Regions from separate parts of the Drosophila melanogaster genome. Here region 2 is linked to region 1. A link is a contact called in public Hi-C data. All regions are on one chromosome and are shown on one strand. Each heading gives the region's core, a stretch centred on a gene start, on an enhancer-like site or on the middle of the called end of the contact. The rest is flanking DNA. Distances are from core to core; before and after follow the strand shown.

Region 1 (7,575 bases), core at 1,539-4,038:
ACCACCAGAAGCGATTGATTTTCGCCAACTAAATCGCGACTCGCAGCGTGAGCATAACGGTCTAGCTCCACATTATCAGTATCAGTTCGGATGGAGCTCTCTCTCCCGCTCCGCTCTCATCTGCTGTTATCATCCGGCGTTGTTGTTGTCAGACTGACCGCATTCCCCAGCGCCTGTATCGACTGGCCAACCATCTCGAGGTCTCCCCAGGCCAGGCTGCCATCTGGTCACACTTAAAACCAGTTTTCATGGTGGGGAACACATGATCAAATCTCACACACATCCACACAAATACAGATACAGGTGGTCGTGCTGTGGATGTAAGTGTGCGAATAGGAAGTTTTTGGCTGCGCCCCCCTGCAAATTGTATCGCCCAATTTTTTTTACAGTGGATACTGCCTATGAAGACATTTCCGTGTGCTTGTTATCTCTACTCCTGAAAATCGAGTGCTCTCCTTAGTAATATTATAATCAATCACAATTACAAAAAATTATTAAATACTAGTATTTCGCTATTTAAATAATGAAACCCCTTTTATCTGCTTATCTGTTAACACTGTTGTTTTGCAGTGTTTTAGTAGATGTCTGTATGTCTGTCTTCTTTGTTGTCATTATTATGCTCTTTTAATATCTACTGTGATAACTTTTTATTATTTCACAACAAGCTTTTTTGGTTTGCACGTGCTTTCTAATGATTTCTATTTACTTAGTGAGACTAGGAACTAGGAAAATAAAGCTGACGCCTCCTATTTGGGAAATAGAATCCTGTATCTATCGGATAAAGTTGAATTTTTTATTGTTACTCAGTTCAAGATTTTTGTGGCTTTTTAAATTTTTAAACGATCGTTTAACCTGCTAAATACTTTCGAGTATTCAGTTGCTTGCGAATTACATAAAAACTTGTATACAGTGAAGGTCGATTACCCCGCTTAATTAAGCACGATTCGGCGGCATATTCTTGAAATATTAATTAAAATTTCAAGCCGATTTTGTTTCTTTTACTTAAACACGACGAGTTTTTAATGGCTGAAAGTATTTATTTTTTGGGGTTTTTATGCTCGAGGTTGCTTTTTAGTTTTTTTTTTAAGATTTAATCAATTATGTGATTACTCTTTAAATAAAGTTTCTAAATGTCCAACAACTTTTCTATAATCAACTCAAACAAAAATCGTTCTAAAACTTTTAGGTTTTTGTCTTAGCCATCACGACCATAATGTCTAATAATAATAATGCTCACCTCCTTCGCAGATTGTCGGTCTGATCGAGCGACAAGTTGGGGCTGCTGCCGTGGTGTCGCCTCCGTCCGTGTAGCTGTTGTTGTTGCCGGGAGGCGGCGGTGACCAGATCATCGCGACTTTTGCTCAGACTGTCGCTGAACGGTTGCATTGTCCAGGATTGGTGTGGTTTGGGTATGTGTATTGGTGGCTCTATGATCGATCCTTACGACATTCTGGTCAATAAAGCGGTTGCTATATGGAGATACCACGAACATTAGTATTTTTTGGCTGGGGATTTCCTTTTCAGACACACACACGCGCACATTCGTTCGCAACCTCTTATCAATGAATGACGAAAATCAATAAGAAGCAAACGACGTCAAACGGCAAAGGGCAAAAGGATATGCGAGCAGGAGCGGGAGCGAGACAGCAATAGCACCCACGCAAAAAAAGCTATTTAAACACACAAACACGGGAAGAAGAAGGGTCGATTATTGCACTTGCTGCCAATTCACTTTGCATTCCGCTTAAATGTGGTTTTCTTTCACTTTCAAACTGCAGGCTGAGCTATTTTTATGATGCCTTTAAAAGGCGAATTGCACAAAAGAATAGGCGCACACACAAGCTCACATACAGGTATTCTTTTTATTTGTACACAGAAAAAAAAAGTAGATATCAAAAAATGTATTTATATATTGTATCCCATTTTTGTAAGTTAGATGCTTTTCCAATTATTTTTGAGATATAGTACAGAATCTTTTTCTGTTAAAAAAAAAATATAATTCGCCAAATAATATTACTTTATGATTATTTTTTTTCTCATTTGAATAATATCTTTTGCTTTTCAAAAGATAAACATATATTAGAAGAAAAGGCACTTGATATCATTTTTTCCTGTGTACAACTCCACTTCTTGTTGTTCTTTTTTTTTTTAATTTAACTTGGCCAAAGCTAGAACATAACAAAAACAACAAACATAAATGTTCCCACACACACACCAGAGTACATTTCTCGCTATTGCTGTCTCGTTCACACCCACCCAGTAGGGCCCTCCCCTCTTGCTCGCACCAACGACGGAAGCCTTACAGCGCAGCTTTGTGCTGTTGCTGCTTCTTCTTCTTCCTCTGCTGCTGCCTTTTGCTCGCTCGTTCGCTCTTTTGGCCAAGAAAATCAATATAAAAATTCTTGTATTTGCACATTTTTCACACACTTTGCTCACTTTTCCAGCAATTTTCCACTGCGAATCGTAGTGATTGCATTGATTCGTACTTTATTCAGCCATTGGCGAAGAACTTTTATTTGATTTCAGCTTGAAATGGAACAATTAAAGACTGGTTTTCTGCTCTTCTTGGAGTTCCGCTGCGAAACGCGTTTATTCCGACCAACCGTCCGCACCAAAGGTAGATACAAATCGACTAAAAAGCAAAAACTGGCTGCTGGCTCTGCTTTGGCTTTGGCCGAAACCGAGTTCCAATCCGCTCTCTAGCGCTCTCTCTTGCGGATTTCCTCCACCAAAACCAGTTTGGAGCGCAGGTTGTGTTCACTGCGCAAGTGTGCGGGAGAACGCGACTGCGCGGGATGGCCAACCACAAACAGACATCAACTGCCAAGGCACTGGGTCGTTGTTGTTGCTGTCGCCTCTCCGATTATCCCCGTTTTTCTTTTGCTCACCACACTCTACTTGATAGTGCCAATGAAACTGGATCTGGCTTAAAAGTTTAATAAAGCTCTCGTCAGCGACGTGCACGATCGTGTTCAGTGCCTAAAAGCGCTCATGGCAGCTGCTTCTGAGCTTTTAGCAAAATAATGCTTAAAAAGATAATGAAGTCAAAAATAAATAAATTAAATAATTCAAATCAATGAAATTAGATGTACACATTTGTGTGTCGTTGAATATCTAAAACCTCGCTTTTACCACACTCTTTTTCATTTCTATTTTTATTTTCTCTTTCGAATATTAAGTACTAAATTTAAGAATACTATTAGCAACTTTTGGAAACTTTGATCTAAAATTTTGAAAGAACATCTGAAAGTAGAAAAATTTATTATTAGACAGTTTTTTATACTAAATGTGGGTATTAATTTTATTTAAAAGTCAGCTTCTTAATAAATGAAATAAATAACTAGATATGTATGTATGTATATCTATTTAAGGAAAGTCAAAAACTTAGTGATACTCTTAAAAAGAATGTATGTATGTATTTTGATTTTGTTTTATCAATATATGTTATAAAAGCATGAGCTAAGTTACTTAAAGTATGATCTTAATACTTTTTCGCTTTATACACAAACAAACATACATACATATAAAAATTAAACTTTAAATTGTTCTTAAATGCAATTCGCTTGCGTAAACAACCTATCAGCTTATCAGTCTGTACGTCATAAGCTGGGTATGTAGTTAAACTCGGCACGTCATCAAAGAATTGCTATACAAGAGCAGAGCTGTGAAAACGGTGTCTCCGGATTTGTGTCGAATCCCATACCCCTGCTCCTCCGCTTTCGCACAACAGGTAGAGCACGAAAATGAAAATAACATAGTGCAGCAGGTAGCATAATTTCTACATAAACAAAGATGACTCATACCCACAGAGGACTGATCTCTTTGGAGAACATGTTAGTGGGTGGGGGCTTTTCTACATCGTGGAAAATACTTAGCGAATTCAGCGATCAATTGTATATTTACATAGTTAGAATTTCCATAGCATATATTCAGCGATCAATTGTATATTTACATACTTAGAATTTCCATAGCATATAATATTCATAATAAATGTCTCTACTATGAATTGGAAAAGCATTATTCTATACACGAAATATTTCGAAATTAACAACTTATTATTATGTTACGTACATATGTATAAAAATATTACCTTTATCACCCATGATAACAGCATAACGCCATAAGTATATAAGATCTTTTTGTCGCGGTGTATCCTTACCAATCACACAATCCACTTTTCCCTTCTTAGAGCCACCTCCCCCCTTCCACGTTATCAACAAATACCTTTTCTTGTATGTTCTGACCAATAAATTGTTATGCTGCCTGCGTGCGGCTCAGGCGTTTTCTTTTGGTCCATTGCGCATGAGTCATAGGGTTTCACGCATTTGAGGGACACCGAGGGCCAGTATCTCCCAGGGTTCCAGTTCCATGTCCAGGGTGCAGGTTCCATGCCCGTCAATCAGTGCCACTTGCGAGGGGGAGGGGGTATATGATCTCAACACAAGAATTGCCTTTAACAAGTCTAAGTTAAGGGTAGTTGAGGATCATTGAGATAAGGATCTTGTTGGTATTGTTGTGAGAACAATAATAGTGTATCAATGGAAGATTGGAATATCTCTTTCTTTTGTGCTTCAAAATAATGAATCATTTTGTTTAATATCTATTTGTTAGGAAAGTTATTTTTTTCACTTTGCCTTTTTTAAAAAAGGAATCCAATATGGTCAATTGGTTATAACACACTTTCTTTTTAAAGCTGCCATCATGGAAAACCTTTTAAATATGTTCCTCAATGTACGCAGTTCTGATCTAGAAATTTAATAAAGAACTGAGTTTCTTGAAATAAAAAATGTAAATATTTATTACTTCCATTCGCAGACAAGCGAGCATTAAAATAATATTTCACAAAGGTTTTGTGGTTTTTTTTATTGCCCAACTTAAATACATGTCCTAGGAGCTATTCTTACAAATGTGATCTTGCACAGAAGCCAGATCTCTAATCGACATTTATCGGATTCAGCAATATCTATTACTTAACATCTTGTATAAACTAAGTTGTAAATGCTTAATTCATTAATTAAATGTAATTATATTAGACGACAGAAAATGCTACGTGCTGTTTATTAGAGTTGCCTTATCAGTGCTGTCAAAAATACCGGAGCGAGTGCTGTTCAATAAATGTTTCTTGGCACATTTGGTTTTGATTTAATTGTTGAAAAGCTAAATGATTATTAAGTACGAATCGAATTGTTTAGAAACTGCCACCATAGGATAGGAAAACCATATCGAAAAGGCTCTGTATTCCAGATATGCAATGCAAATGATTGTAATTAAGACCATTTCATTCATTGTCAGTTATGGAATAGCAAATGTTATCAAAATCCAGTAAAATGCGCAATGGAAAATGCCAGAAAGTATTATGAGGTTGACAATGAGTTGCGGTGAAATCAATTTGAGGTTTAATTTTAAAACTGCTGTTGATATTACCAGGAGGGGCTTTTCGAAGTCGGGAGTCGGGTTCAGTAGAGCTTTAGGTATACCGTAGATATTAGGGAAGCAACGAATACGCACTTCGCTGTTAGAAGTAATGGCGGAGTACATATCGAAAACGAATCTATAAATAGTAGTCACAAAATTGAGATTATTAAATCGGGCGTATATCGTATCCGTAGCACATAGTTGTAGTATACAACATTAGGTCTGTCTAACAATTTTCCTTTAAATCTATTATTTAAAGCAACTTAGAGTATACAAAATATCAATATATTCAACTGTCACAGAAATGTTTTTGTTTAACGCACTTCACGGCGACTTAATAATTAATACTGCATCTGATTCCCCTGATGACAGTGCGCTTCGAAAACAGCTTGCATTAATTTAAATCTAAAAACTGTGTCAGAACATAGATACTGTGGAAAGTAAGTCAAATTAAACGATTCCGATTTAAGAAACGCACTGAATATCAATTATGTGAGTGGGAACTTCCTGCTAATTGAACTCACATGTCTAGTTAATCCCAATTCATAAATATTGTCTTTTTCACACTACTCTTTCTTGGTGGAGGAGCTTATATTTACTTTTGCCAGCTTGCAAATGAGACCATAGGGAGGGTTAACTTTCCGAATTCTTGTAGAACTCTTGATTTTGTAATTATTATGTACAGGTTAATTCAGAGAAATCCTATTCGGAGGTCTTACAGAGATTTCTTAGAGCATTACAGGCCACACAAATGGATTCAACCAATGCCACTGCTGTCCTTACCATTTCCTACTAAGAATACCATTTTTTTGCTTTAATTGGGTTAAGTTTGTTTGGGGAAAATTGAATATCGTATTAAATAGATTATTTATGTTTCTGCTGTAACGTCTATGTTTCAATATCTGATTTTATGTTTTAAGGAATATGTTTGTTTACCCTGTAGACATTCTTTTCTATTTTTTCTATTTTTCCTGTTCGACGCCCAACGCTCTGAGCCTATGGTTATATATGTTAGTTGATATATTCTCAGGTACGCGCTGCATTTCTCTAGTTAACATTCCCCTTCCGTATATCGAAATCTGCTTAAAGGAACATTTGATATTTTCTTTAAATGTATCGATTAGGCGAGCAACAATATAAGCTTTCTGGTAAGTAGATTATTTCTAAAATCTCTGGGGATTATCGTTGGACTGTGGCTGCTCGCCCGCCTCCAGCTGCTCCCGTTCCCGCAGCTCATGCTCCTGATCCTGGTCGTTGTTCTCCTCATCGCTGGAGTCAACATAGTTGCGCATGGCCAGCGCCTGGAAGTCGTTCAAGGCCTGCTCGAAGAGATCAATGGTGTGCTGGTTGTGGGCAATCACCTGTTGGGTGTTCCTCAGGTCACGCGTGATCAGATCCTGCATGGAACTTGAGGCAGGCGAGGAGGCAGGCGAGCGCCCTGCATCGTTTGAATTTGTGGAGTTGGATTGCTCACCGCTGCTGCTGAGATCATCGTTGAGATTGCTAGCCGTCAGTCCCCGAGTTAGTTCATCTGCATGAGCCAGCGTTGAGCCTATTATGTCGCTAGCGATTCTAATGGCCGCATCTGTGGCTGCTATGGTGGATATGAAACTGGAGGCAGCTGCTGCCACGGTGGTTGGATTGGCTGTGTTGGTTGGCCTGCTGAAGACGGTGTCGCTGGTCACCTGGTTGCCTTCGATCCGCAGACCGGCCACCCCCTTTTTGGGTATGGTGGCTAGGTCTCGCTTAACCCTCCGGCAGCGAGTGGGCTCATTCTGGCGCTGCTGGACTAGCTGCTCCAAGTCCACAATGTAGACGTAGCCGGCTACCAAAATTGTACAGGATTTGTCGCCCTTCTTAAAGGCATCTTCGATGTCCTGACTAGTGCGGTCATCGTACTGCCACCAACCTATAGTTAAACATTTTGACAAGAAAGAAAAATTCGGAATGGAATGGAATCGGTCCAATTCTTTTCGACGATTTGGTCATTTAATTACAGTTTGTTATTACGGAAATGGATGTGCGGAATGGGTAAGGAGTTAGGTGTTGTCATTAATTATTAAAGTGTTCTTGTATTTTTAGTTCTGGCTCAGTCCAGCAACTCCTCTCATTCCGCCAGAAACGTCATCCGTGCTCTTGCAGCGCATTATATTGCGGCTC
Region 2 (7,575 bases), core at 1,395-3,894, 240 kb after region 1:
CGCTTGTACTCGAACCTAACAGGAGTTAAGAAAACTACTACCTCGTAGTTACCACCATAAACCACTACCGTGTAGTCGTTGCCACCATGCCGCTTCAGTGCCGAGCGCACGTTGCCACGTCAAAGCAGACTGCACCTGGACAACCAACTGTCCTTCGTCCGACTGTCCATCGGTTTCAGCTGATGGCCGCCCTTGGGTGGGTTGTTCGCCTCCTGCGCACACAAAGGATGTAAATGGTTAGCCACAGTAAAAAAAACGCTTTGTCCGAGTCTCGCCACCCGCACACTCACCATTCGCTTTTCCGTTTTCGCTTTGATATCACTGGCTAGGGTGAGGAAGGCTTCTTCCACGTTAATGCTGGCCTTCGCGGAGGTCTCCATGAACTTGATGCCATACTCGATGGCCAATTGTTCGCCGCGCTCTTTTGAAACCTACAACGGGTGGAAAATTGTTTAATTATCGGCCTTAAGGGCAGATAGCTTTATGAAGCTGAAAAGAATATTGCGCCAAATCATTGTCTATCCCTTATTGGATTTAATAACAAATGATTATACACTAACTGAATTTGAAATATATAAATAAAATGTTTGTAGATAACTTTTATGGAACAAACAAATAAACGAACTTGGAGGAATAGCCAGCGAAATCACCAATTTCTTTTTTCCATACCTGTCGCTTATCGGTCAATTCGCACTTGTTTCCCAGCAGCATTTTCTCGACATCGGCGGACGCATTTTCCTCGATATTCCTGATCCAGTTTTTGATGTTCTCGAAGGACTTTTCTTGGGTTATGTCATATACCAGCATGATGCCCATGGCACCTCTGTAATAGGCCGTGGTGATTGTGCGAAAACGCTCCTGGCCGGCAGTGTCCCTGGAAAATGAATGGAGATATAGGTAATTAGAGAATACAGATGAATCGCCTAGTACTTACCATATCTGCAGCTTAATCTTCTTGTTATCTAATTCAATTGTTCTAATTTTAAAATCGATACCTGAAAAGAGAAAACAGATGAGCATATACACACATGTACGTTTGCTAATTAATTTAAATAATTTGGCAAGAGGCTAAACCTGTTTGGTCGGAACCCATGACATCGCAGCTAAAATAAGAGACGAAGAGAACCGAAATCCACAAACCACGCAATTAATTTAAACAATGTCGTTAAGTAAATGCCCCAAAATTGGAAGTGTCGCGATGAAAACGTGCCAAAAACGAAAATAAACAATTATTAGCCACGAGCAGAAATGGGAATCGCTCTACTTTTGTGTTTACAAGTACGGGAAAGTACAGTGTGCATGTCGAATATTATTGTGATTATTATTTTAATAAGCTTAAAATTACTAGCATAATCTGATTTAACTGCCACTTGAAGTTGTACTGATTATGATTCGAATTTATTAAAAAGTATTTGCTGTGTTTGGTAGAAAGGCTTCACTGTACTCGTACGGGAACAACTACTTGAATTCCCTCTGAGACTGGGCATGGGCCTGCTGGGTATATAATAGGGCATTCCCGATTTGGCGTGCGACGGTCAAGTCTCGCATCGGAACAATCCGGCTTCTGGGGCGATAAGAGCAGCGAAAGTACAAAGACTATGGGTACTCGGACTGAGTACTCATTTCTGATCGCTTTCCTATGCGGGTGTGAATCTCAGGGCGAGATAAGGCATCCGGATATATTCCTTACGGGAAAATCTTAATAAGCGCGAGAAATCAAACATGGTGGGAGTGCCCCTCCCATGGAAACAACAATATTTATGACAAATGCGCCCGGATGGGGCAGGAAATAAAAAAGAAAAGAGGCATTTAATGAGTCACTGGGCCAGAAGCTCGGATTTCCAATTGCGAATGAGTTCATGCGAACGAAGGTGTTATAATTAATAACCAAAAAAAAAAAAAAATTAAGAATCGGAAGACACGGTAAACGCGGATGATGACACTCACCTATTGTGGATATAAACGTTGTGTTGAAGGCGTCCTCAGAGAATCGGAAGAGGATGCAGGTCTTGCCCACTCCGGAGTCACCGATCAGGAGCAGTTTGAACAGATAGTCGTAGGTTTTGGCCATTTTGTGTGCTTTTGCGGTAGGATCACAGTATCTGGCCCGATAATAGTGCTTAGCTGGGGGTTAGGGTACGGGTTAAGGGTGATGATGCTCTGTACACGTCGTCGTCTCCTTAATCAACTGACTGACTTCCTCTCCGATTCTTGGCTAATAACACTAATCACGATTATGCCCCATGCGTGCCGTTTAGCGTATGTATGTACATATACACTATACCCAGACGTAACCGCACTAATCCACAATCTAATTGAATCGACTCGAATCGAAAACGTATAGTTTTTTCCTTCTCTCCGCAGCGCAGCTCTTTTTCTCTTGGGTGTGTGTGTTGTGTTTTCGATTTCGGAGCCGTGTCAAAAATGGCGACGTAGATTTAAGACCTTTTTGTTGTCTGTGCCCGAGTTTCGGATTTCGTGCGGCGGCTTTTCCGGTGGGCAAATGCAAAGGCGCTCGCTACGCGGTGCGAGTCTACGTTGGTTTGTTGTGAAAATTACGTGGAAATGAAGTTAATTACTGCTTTCTAATTACGCCCGTACAAAAAATATGAGTTTCGATAATTCGTTGCTGCGCAACACTGGCGCGCCGTCGTCTATCGATAGCTTATCGTACGATGGGGAAAACAGCTGTTTCCAGTTAGTGTTGGAAAGTGCGCGAATATAGAAAGAAACAGAGGAAAATAGCACAAGACAAGAGTCAAAAAGACAGGTGTATATTATATATTCATACACATATATCGTCGTGATCCTGCACCTGATCCTCGCCAGCAGCCTATTGTTCCGCCCGCGACTGTGAAGTGAAGTTGAACAAATGTGAAAAGTGGCGTCGCCAGACGCAGCAGCAGGCGGAGCCCCAGAATCCATTGAGTTGCACCCCCGCAAACAAGAAATTCTGGACCATGGGCACCAAGGAGTCCAAGCACTCCAATAGCGTCAGCTACGAGGATTCGGTGAAACGCGGTGAGTCTCCTCCGGCTGGTTACTTGTGGGGCCGTCTCCCAGCCGCAGAAAATAGGTCACTGCCAATCAAGAAAACAGAACCCCCTGCGAAAGCAACAACAACGTACAAGCAGGTGCAATCGATTCCATTGTGTTGTTGCGCCCACGTCTTCTGACCAACGGGAATCACCACTGACTTCCGCCACCACCATCCTCATGCTCCTCTTAATCCTATCTCTTGCAATTATCTACTGCCATTCCAGTGTGGCTTCTTTATTGCATGTGTTTTCATGTGCATGGGTATTTGCGTCTCCGCCGCCAATGACGTCACAATAGAAAAGCTAACCGAATGGGGTGGCAGTTGGAGGTGTGCGCTGTGTGGGTGAGAGACAACAAAGCAGCGAAGGCACATGAGAAACAGTTAGACAGCCAGTGGAGTGCAGTTCACGCTTAGGGTGACTGGAATGCGCGGATGCGGATGTCGCTGCGAATACGATTCATTTCAAGTTCAGCATGTCATTCCAGTGTTCATTTCAATTCGCACTCTATGGGCAAAGGTCTTCTGTTGAAGTATTTTATAAAGAAGCCTACTTTAAAATTTTTTTGTTTATAATGAAATGAAATTATAATGAAAGGGGAGCATTTTGGATTTCGATTTTCCAATTGGAATATCCATAAGAAAAATGTTTTAAAATAAATAATTCATTGGGCTTTTAATTCTGCATGTCATTTCCTTATTTCTTAAAATTCCTCTTTAAGTGGAATATGTTCAGATAGGAAAAGGAATTACTGTGTTTAAAACAAGCTGATAAGCCAAAAAAATAGAAATTTATTTACAAAGTATGAAAATCGGAATGTTCACTCTTCTCCAAATATTTTATAATAATGAACCAGCAATAAAATTGGTAATCATTCAGAAGAGTTAAGATTATTTAAGCCAACTTGTATACCCATTTTCGGCCCACTTTCAATGACGTTTAGCTTCCCTTAGTGCTTTTCACTTACTTTATTCCGCCTTCCCTTTGCGCTGGCAATCATCTAAATGCTGGTGTTGTTATGGTTATGGTTGCTGATTTGTGGCCAGGCGGCCCAGCCAGAGTTAAGAAAACGAGTGTCGCTGATAAGGCTCACTCCCCCGGAACACCAGCACTCCGGACCACCCCTCCACCACCCACCATCACTGGTGTGGGGCGTGCGACCGGGTGCGTGTGTTTCTTATTAGCCACTCCAACCGGTTCCAGTAAAACCAAGGGGGAAGTGAGGACTAGCATGCAAGTATGTGCGCGGTGGTCAATAATCGCAGACTCGAGTTGCAGTTAACATTCAATAAAATGCCGTTTCCGTGACGTCGCATAATTCGCCTGCAATATTGCCCAATCAACTTGGGAATGTATTTTCACGCCCGGTTTGGCGGTTATCAGTTGGCTCTGGGTTCTCAACCTGATCGTTGAAATTAAAATGGTTTATTTATTGTCAATTTAATTGCGCTTCTTGTGGCCTTTTATTTCCGACATTAAATAATCAACGTTATGAATTATAACGTTATGAACGGGGCATGAATGAAAATGGTTAAATAGGGAACATGTAGTACATTTAAGATGAAGTAACATGAATTAGCATACTATTGAGAATGCGCAACGATATTAACAAGAACATTTTGTTTCGTTTCTTATCATTTTCTGACTTAAGTGCTAAACGATTTTAAACTGTCGTATGTTATGCTGCTTTGATTCCACGGGAAATGATTCACAATTATTAAACAAATAAAATTAACTTTGTGTGGCGGACTTCGGGATACCCTCTTCATTTTTTAACTTATATATAATTTATCGTTTTAGGGCAAGAAATATTAGTTAAATTTTTTTTATTTGTTGATCATATGAAAACAGTCCTAAAATATAATTAATATAATTAATAATTATCGTTAAAGAACATAATATTCATGTTACCTTCTATTGGTTTGTGGGTAACCTTTTTGCACTTCAGGTAATTAGTGAAAAATCAATTACTGATAATGGTTAATTAGGTAACAACGAATCTAATACCATATGTAATGGAATTGGTAAATGAGCTCGGAAATAATGTTTATTGATATTATTATAATGTATATTATTAAACAATTAGAGCGAATGTATTTGAATTGGGTTTCCATACTGGAACATGTGTTCCCAATAATCAGTTTGTTATTGACAGCACGTCGGTTAGTGTGAAATCGAGGTCGTAAATCGCATCAAATGAGGGGGTTACCCGGCATACCGGCTATTAATTAAAGGCACATGGGATAATCCCTAACGCAGCATTACTCATTCACCGATTTTTTATTCCAGTAAGCGACGTAGAGCTTCGCCGCCTGAGAGATGCCTTCAAAAAGTCAGCGGGCGTGGGCAGGAACTTCCTCAGTCGGAATGCCTTTCAGCAGGATGTGCTGTGCGAGGGAGTGCCGCCAAAGATCGTGGACATGTTATATGCCGCCTGTGGTGGCACCCAGCGTGGCATCTCCTTTAACGACCTGCTCTGCGGTCTGGTCTTGATAACTCGTGGTACCCAAGCGGAGAAAACCAAGTGAGTGTGCCATAATGTGCAAGGCTGAATTGATTTTAGGTAACCCAACTACTTACTTTCGTTTTAGATTCCTGTGGAACCTGTACTGCAACGATGCCGGCACCTTCATCATCAAGTCGGACTATGTGCGCAACGTCAATCTGGCTCCCTTCGAGAGCGTCTCCCTATTCGCTCAAAGCGAACGCGTCAATTTCGAGCAGTTCCAGGACTGGATCATAAAGCATCGCAATGCCACTGTCCTCTCCAAATGGCTTCTGTCCGACAACTGTGTTAGCCTCACATCGGAGCTGGAGACGCCAACGTTTTACCAGAGCCTCGCTGGAGTGACGCATCTTGAGGAGAAGGTGAGCATCTGCAGCTGAGGCTGATAGAGCTTTGTAAACATATGCGAGCGAATCATTTCGTGGAAAATGCAATTTATAAATAATTTTCGCTTGGTTCCTCAACTGTTTTGTTATCCGCCACTCAATTTACCTCAATCGCCTCTCATTTGCGTTCTTACGTTTGACTAGTTCATACTGAAACCCCGTTCAATTCTTTTGCAGGACATTGGCGATTTGGAAAAGGAGTTTTGGCGTTTGAAAAACACTTCCCAAAATGGCCAAATCGACTTGCAGTTCCTGGGACCCCTGATCAGTCCACCCATACCAAAGAATGCTCTAGCAGGTCTATTCAACGCCTTTGATGAGAACCGCGACGGACACATCGACTTTAAGGAGCTGTGTTGCGGAGTAAGTGCCGCCTGCCGAGGACCGGGTGTGGAAAGGACACGATGTAAGTACTAAATACTTTTATCATTCCGCTATGATCAATTGAGTAACAAACGCCTACCCACAGTTTGCTTCAAAATCTTCGATGTGGATCGAGATGGCGTTCTTAGCCACGATGAAACACTGCAGATGATCAATGTTCTGCTATTAGTAGCCAAGGAAAATCAGGAGTCCCAGCAATACAAGGATCTGACCAAACAGCTGGTGATAAGTGATCTTCTGGAGTTTGGACAGAGAAGAAGTCCGGATGGAACGCCTAGTAAGCTAACCCGAGACAATGTCTCGCTGACCGCTGAGGATTTTATGCTGTGGACCGTACAGTGTGATCTAAGACTCATGCAGCCCTTGCTGGACCTCATCTTCGAGCTGTGCCACATCGTCTTTGGCCTGTGGCCCCAGTGCAAGCACATGGAGAACGATATCGTCCGGGGATGGTTGCGACGGGAGGAGCGCAGGCCGTACCGCGTTGGACAGTTTTGGTACTTGATCACGCATGACTGGTGGCTCAGTTGGATGCAATACACTCAGCACACGACGCACACCTGCGACTATTGCAAGCGAACCGCCAGCCAGCGGACCGCTGTTGATGAGGCGCTCGTCTGCGATGAGAGCTTTAACACCCACAGCTTGGAACAGCACGATAGCTACTCCCTGGGTTCTGGCACGGGATCGGCTTCCGGTTCCGGGTCGGCGAGTAGTGGCATCTCAGCTGGACGACATTGCGGACCCGTGCGACCAGGGCCTATTGACAACAGCAATCTGATCACCGCCAATCCGTTCCGGAATGTTCGAACTCTCACCGGCGAGGGTGGTCACCTCAAGCGGGACACACCCCTGGTGCAGAACCACGACTTTGAACTGGTGCCCAAGTCACTGTGGAAGGCATTGAATCGATGGTATGGCGATAATCTTCCACTGCCACGACAGGTAAGCAAAGAAAACTATTTAATAATCAGAAACGTTTACTTATGAACTTAATTTGTATTCCTCCAGGTCATCCAACCGCCCAACTCCGATGTGGAACTGGAGCTATACCCGCTGAACCTGCGAATCCTGCTCCACCAGGCGCAGCCATCCCAGACAGGCGTAGGCGGAGGCACTCAACTTGGTAGTTGGGGCTCCACGGTGAGCGGTGGCTACGGAGTGCTTGCCTCCGGTGGCGGATATGCCGCCATCGCTGTAAGCAGTGTACTCCAACCGCCGAAGCGATACTTGGCCTACACGGCTGCCTTCAGCCGACTGG

Evidence for each region. Hi-C and Micro-C count contacts between places; a contact is called where the count stands out from the background.
Region 2: a contact with region 1 is called in a Hi-C map of the Kc167 cell line, with 5 times the contacts expected there. The contact joins the promoter of Rab8 here to the promoter of wnd in region 1. A contact is called at or near these places in 4 of 107 Hi-C or Micro-C datasets (the D17-c3 cell line, the Kc167 cell line and the S2 cell line).

The regions. Positions count from the first base shown.
Region 1 is chr3L:19,632,995-19,640,569 of dm6, forward strand. It overlaps wnd (wallenda), which reads right to left and starts at 2,789. Exons shown (of 8, transcript NM_176363.3): 1 at 2,437-2,789; 2 at 1,238-1,469. The coding sequence starts at 1,386. Rnf146 (Ring finger protein 146) reads right to left here. Exons shown (of 4, transcript NM_001144507.3): 4 at 4,213-7,324. The coding sequence ends at 6,579.
Region 2 is chr3L:19,868,434-19,876,008 of dm6, forward strand. It overlaps Rab8 (Rab8,), which reads right to left and starts at 2,645. Exons shown (of 5, transcript NM_079448.4): 1 at 1,948-2,645; 2 at 935-995; 3 at 670-874; 4 at 291-431; 5 at 1-212. The coding sequence starts at 2,071. The coding sequence ends at 120. It overlaps Usp32 (Ubiquitin specific protease 32), which reads left to right and starts at 2,706. Exons shown (of 14, transcript NM_001275148.2): 1 at 2,706-3,021; 2 at 5,328-5,562; 3 at 5,630-5,906; 4 at 6,108-6,336; 5 at 6,400-7,259; 6 at 7,326-7,575. The coding sequence starts at 2,961.